2 separate regions of the Sus scrofa genome follow, and region 1 is linked to region 2. The links are chromatin contacts, called in public Hi-C maps. All regions are on one chromosome and are shown on one strand. The core of a region is the stretch at or near the end of the contact, and the rest is flanking DNA. Distances in the headings are between cores, read along the strand shown. Region 1 has its middle 46 kb from the start of LOXL4. Region 2 has its middle 31 kb from the start of CRTAC1.

The links. Hi-C and Micro-C count contacts between places; a contact is called where the count stands out from the background.
Region 1: a contact with region 2 is called in a Hi-C map of liver, with 1.7 times the contacts expected there. The contact joins two enhancer-like sites. A contact is called at or near these places in 3 of 47 Hi-C or Micro-C datasets (embryonic fibroblasts, liver and skeletal muscle).

The regions. Positions count from the first base shown.
Region 1 is chr14:109,637,731-109,640,430 of Sscrofa11.1, reverse strand. No RefSeq gene overlaps it. Among named protein-coding and RNA genes, the nearest start is that of LOXL4, 46 kb to the right of the region's middle. Within about 2 kb of position 1,435, at least 43 of the 83 cell types and tissues checked have an H3K27ac peak or open chromatin away from gene starts, as enhancers often do. A contact at or near this core is called in liver, where this site is marked.
Region 2 is chr14:109,420,440-109,423,348 of Sscrofa11.1, reverse strand. No RefSeq gene overlaps it. Among named protein-coding and RNA genes, the nearest start is that of CRTAC1, 31 kb to the right of the region's middle. Within about 2 kb of position 1,523, at least 2 of the 83 cell types and tissues checked have an H3K27ac peak or open chromatin away from gene starts, as enhancers often do. A contact at or near this core is called in liver, where this site is marked.

The sequences.
Region 1 (2,700 bases), core at 186-2,685, 220 kb before region 2:
CGAGCACCCGTCCCCAGCTCCATCAGCTCTGCATGGTGGGTGACTCTGCAGCCCAGGCTTCCAACCATGTCTCGGATCTGGGCGCCCTGATCTCTGCAGCAAAACCCTGGGCCTGGGCCTTCTGTCGTGCCATGAGGCACCAGCGAGAGTGTGTGACTGTCGGGGACAAGAGCCGGTCAGGGCTCTCCACAGTGAAATGTCCAGAGGATGCAGGAAAAAGAAACTTCAATTTTCTGCTGCCACTCTTGTGGGTGTGGCTTCACAGGTGGAAGGCAAGTGATTTGGTTCACCCCCCTCTTCCTCTTCCTTCTCCTCCTTGCCCCTCCCCCTCCCTCTCCCCCCATCCCCTATCCCCTCCCCCCCCCCGGGTCTGGGCTGCCAAGCAAAGAGGCATAAAGTCAGGGTGAGCAGAGGCCAGGTCTCCTGAATGTCCCATAGAGAAGGACACATCTTGCCTGGATCTTCAAGGACTCAGAGCCTCAGAGAGCAGAGGGCTTCTAAGGGTGACCAAGATGTAGAGAGACAGACAGGGTGGGCTCTGGAGCCAGGCAGGCCTGCTGCTTCCTCCTAGCTGGTGGCCTTGGACAAGTCTCTAAATTCCCTCATCGGTCAATGCAGGACAGTAAGACCTACCTTAATTGTGCAGATTAATGAAGTATCAATACGTGAAGGGCCCCACCTGGTTCTCTCCAGGTCGGGTTAGCAACAGGCTGGGCTTTCCCCTTGGGTCCGTCAGTGGGTCTGAAACAGCAGCTTTATACAGAGTGGTGGTTAGACGCACAGGCCCTGGAGCCGGCATCCTGGTTTGGGCTCAAGAGCTAAAGCGCTCCATCCACGTGACTGCATAGGTTTCCTCTGCGCCTCCGTCTTCCCAGCTGCAAACCGGGAGTTCCGTGCTCCTTTTCGCAGCTGTTGTGAGGATTCAACAAGACAAAGGGCTTGCTCGACGTTCCTATAACCAGTTACCGCCCAGCAGCGTAAGAGGCAGTGCCCCCCACCTCGTCAGCAGGAAGTAGGGAAGTACTGTCACCTGCAGGGCCCGAGTGAAAAGGCCCCCCCCTCCCTGCTCCTCACTCTGGGGTGCCCGATCCAAAAAAATGAGAAACAAGTATGATAGCCCTTAACCCTCAGATCCCTGCCCCCCACACCCAAAGAGAGGCCCCGGCAAAGATTCAGGAACTGAAGTCTGGGGCTCTGCACAGACACCCCTGGATGAGAACCCCAGCTTCATGAAACGAAATCTTAAGCTAGTGACGTAACCTCTCTGAGTCTCAGTTTCCTCACCTGTAAAATGGGAATATCTCTTAGGGCTCTTGTGAGGCTTAAATGAGATCACGCACGTAACTCATTTAGAACAGACCCTGGCAAATAGTGAGCACTCAGTCAAGCTTAGCTTTTATTTTCTACGGTTCAGCACTTTACAGTTTGTAAAACATTTCCACATACATTCTCTCTTCTTGGCAATCCAGGCATAATGACAGACACCTGGGGTGGGGGCCCTTCAAGGCTACCCATGCCAGGGTAGGGATAATCCCGGTTGGACAGAAGAACCCCAGGCTCAGGAAGATCACACGACAGGCCCAAGGCAGGGCCAAGCCTGCAGGACCCCCGGAGGACAGCCCCTTTCCCCAGTGCCAGGCTAGGTCCCCACCCGGGGAAACATGGCACCACACCCATGAAGGCACTTAATTCTGGTACATCCCTAGGCAGCTACGTCACGTCTTTGCCTGGGCTCTGCTGAGTAAACAGCTCTGCTACGTGTCATCCCCGAGAAGAGGCCACTGTTACAAGGCCAAGGGTGTTGACCTGCTGGAAACAGTTGCCCGCCTATTTTTATCCTGCAAATAAATGCTTGGATTCTGGCCAGAGGCAGAGTGACCTCAATATAGATGAGAGTGGAGCCCTGTGGACGAACCCCCCCCTCCCCCGCAGCTGGAGGCAGATGGCTCCTCCTTAGTTGTTTTGCAACATGTTCTCCTGATTCAAATGCAGGCTGCGTCAGTCCCCTGTGGGGATACGTTATGAAAGCTGTGGCCGAACTGTGTTCCCCAAACACTTGTTTGCTGACCCAAGAGATCCCTTTAGCTAAAAGCCTCAAAGCCCTGAGTAATCCCTCAATTTCAAAAGACATCCTTTTAAGAAGGCAGCCAAGGCTGCACCCAAGCCTCAGCAGACACATATGCTGCAAAGAGAAAAGACTGATAGCCCCCAAAGATGGAAACTTCTGGTTTATTTTAAAAGAAGAGAACACATTCATTCTCCTCTCAGCCCCACCTTGAAGCTGCCGCAGGTGTCCCGCGATGTGTTCCATGGAATATTCTGAGGACGTTAATAAATAATTCACCAGAGGCATCGGAGCGGGGGGCTCCGTTGCCAAACAGGTTTGGGAAATTCTGGACTAAAGAAAGTTAAATCCATGTCCTTCCTTCTCAAGCCTTTGAAAATGCTGATGGGGATGAGCTGCAAGAGAAAGATCCAGAACGCCATGCTCCCCAAACACCTTTGAAGACCCTCACCCGAGGACTCTGCTCCCTCTGTCCCCCTCCCGAGACCTGCCGTATTCATCTTTGCTTCCTCAAAGCGCCTGGCACAGCAGCGGGCCCACAGTAGCTGTAATAAAAGTTTGTTGAATTGAATTGACTCCTAAAGCCCTTTAATTCTAAAGCTGTTTGTCAGCAGCTTTCCAAGGACGCTGTCCTT
Region 2 (2,909 bases), core at 274-2,773:
TGGAGTTCCTGCTGTGGTACAGTGGGTTAAGGATCTGGCACTGTCTCTGAGGCAGCACAGGTTTGATCCCAACCCAGTGCTGTGGGTTAAGGATCTGGTGTGGCCGAAGCTGTGGCTTGGATTCAATCCCTGGCCCGGGAACTTCCACATTCCTCAGGTACGGCAAAAAAGAGAAAGAAAAAAAAAAGAGTAATGTGTTATTCATTAAAAGCAAAATAATTAAAAGAGTCTGAAAAAGAAGGGATATATGTATATGTATAACGGAATCACTTGATTGTACAGGAGAAATGAATACAACATTGTAAATCAACTCTATTTCAATACGATTTTTGAAAATGAAAAACCAAACCAGACAAAATAACAGCAAGTGTACTTCTTTCGATGGCTAAGGAAGAGCGGGCATCGGAGGAGACACAGGAGGGAACGGCATCCAGACGGTGGGCAGACAGAGAAGCAGGGGAAGGGGAGCAGCAAAGGGCAACCAGTGAACGGGAAGCATCTCCCTGTTACCTCTGACCCTCTACATCCCTCGCTCACTGCATCTGCTCCCCAAATACGCACCAAATTCCACCCTCAAGATGACCCAGGTGATTCATATCCCAAGTCTCCGGATCCCTTCATGCCAGGGTCGCCCCACCCGGAAGAGCAGTGTGTGCGGTGGAGAGAACAAGGATGACACGCCCGCTGGATTATCTCTTTTAAGCCTCAAACCAGCCCCACGAGGTCAACACTCCCATCCCCACTTTACGGATGGGGGAGGTTGAGGCTCAGAGGGTAAAGTATCCAAGGCCATAAAATTAATAAGCTTTACAACAGGGAGTTACTTCCAGGTCTCACTTGAAACCCAGTTGTAGCTTTGGCTCTGCCATGACCCATGGGACCCTGGTCAAGCCATCTCACCTATTCGGGCCTCAGTTTCCCCAGTTGTAAAACAAGGGGCTCTTGGGACACCCCCGCCCCCAGGACCGTCCCACTTCCAGATATGCCTTTGCACCAAGGCAGCCCCTCACCCGCTTGGGTCCTGCATTGTGCCAGCAGGATACTTCCTATCTCCCTGCAGCTTGGACCCCATCTGGCAAACAGTGAGCTGACAATCCCACGCCTCACCTTCCCCCACCTGAGCCAGCCCGACCCCTGCAGCTGCCCCATCATCAGCTTCCTCGCTCGCCCACCTCTGCTTCTTCTTCACTGAAACTACTCCTTCTCTCCATCTGCTAAGCCTCGACCAACCAGGAACCGCTTCTCCCTCTCCCGGCTCAGAGTGAGCGAACTGCCTGGGGGTAGGGCGGGCTTCTTCCCTCCTGTTGCCATTAGGGGTGTTGGCCAAACAGGCAGATGCTCAATCGAATTTGATGCTGCAAGTAGTGGGAAATGGGCAAAGGACCATAGAAACGTGACATAGCATAGAGATGACCCTTTTTCTTTCTTCTTCGCTCCTTTTCCCCACAATCCATGGGGACCCAGTGGAAGGCAACCCCTATTTATGTCAGACACAGGTGCTATGTGGCAGGAGGGGGTAGAGGGCAAAGGAGAACAGAGAGGGGAAAGCTGCAGCAAGTAGCTGTAGAGGTTGGTGATGACACACTGCCAGGGCTGGGAGCCAGCCAGGGCACCTGGGCGAAAGCATTGGCAAAACAGGTCAATGTCTTGGCACATCTCCTCCTCTTGGGATTTGGGTCAAGCTCTAAGCTGGAGGACAAAATGCCTCCTCTGAAGGCCTCTGAGGGAAAAAGGTGGGGAGGCTGGGCCTTTGGGGAGCAGGGGGAGGAGTCGCTGGTCACCAGCTCCAGCAGAATCCTAGGCTACAGGACACCCCAGGCAGCTGGGACCCTTGCCACTCAACCAATAACACTAACGGTGACACCTTTTATTGGGCAATGCTCAGTGTTTACAAAGCCTTCACATCCATGCCGTAATTCTGTAATGGAGCAAGGAACTCATGAATTCTGCCCTGGCCCAGGCACCTTTCCTCCCAGCAAGGATCCTGACATGGATATAGGTTATAAAGGAGGGAGCCCAGGGGAACGGTGCTCGCCTCTTAGAGCGGCAATATTAACCGTGCAGTGGTTAAGTGCCTGGATGATGGAGTCAGACTTGCCAGATCTGAATCCTGGCAGCACCATGTACTAGCTGTGTGACCTCAGGCAGGTTATTTGCTTCCCCTCCTCATGCCTCGGGTTCCTGCAGTCTCAGAAAGGGAGTAAAATCGGAATTATGTGCTAGGTTGTCGGGAGAATTAAATGCATTTCATAGTCGCACCACACTGCTTAAGTGTTAGCGATTATTGCCATGATTATGTTGGGTTGGAACTCCTATCCCAGTAGGCTGAACTGTACAAGGACACTCTTTCCTGGTACCAAAGGAGTCCATTTAGACCCTTCAATATTCAAACTCAAAACTGGGAACATGATGCCTCTGTGGGATGGATCCAAGGTCATATCAAGTCAAAGGATGGGTGAGAGAGCAGCAAGGGAGGGGACTTGTCCTAATGCCTAGCATGAAGCTGGCCTAACCATCCTCCCCAAGGCTCCTTAGGTCTAGGGGTCACCCCAAGTGTGACGGCCTCCAGGAGACATGAAAAGGGGATGAGATGACAGCATCTTCTCACAAGGGTTGTTGACATTGGACCATAACCCAACTGCAGCATCCTCAGGGGTGAGCCAGAAAGTGAGGTGGCCAGGACCTGCTACATAATCTGACAAGGGGCTTAACTGCCACCATCCTCTGTCTCTTCACCAAGCCTCTGTAGTGGCTGAACAGAGCCTTTGAATTAGCCTGTTCCATCCAACACATGGATGCAGAACCTGGAGTATAACCCAGATCCTCTGACTCTTGTCCTGACTGCCCACAGAGCTAATCTCACTCTGCACATCAACTCTGCTGGCCACTGTTCCGAGCATCTCTGAGCC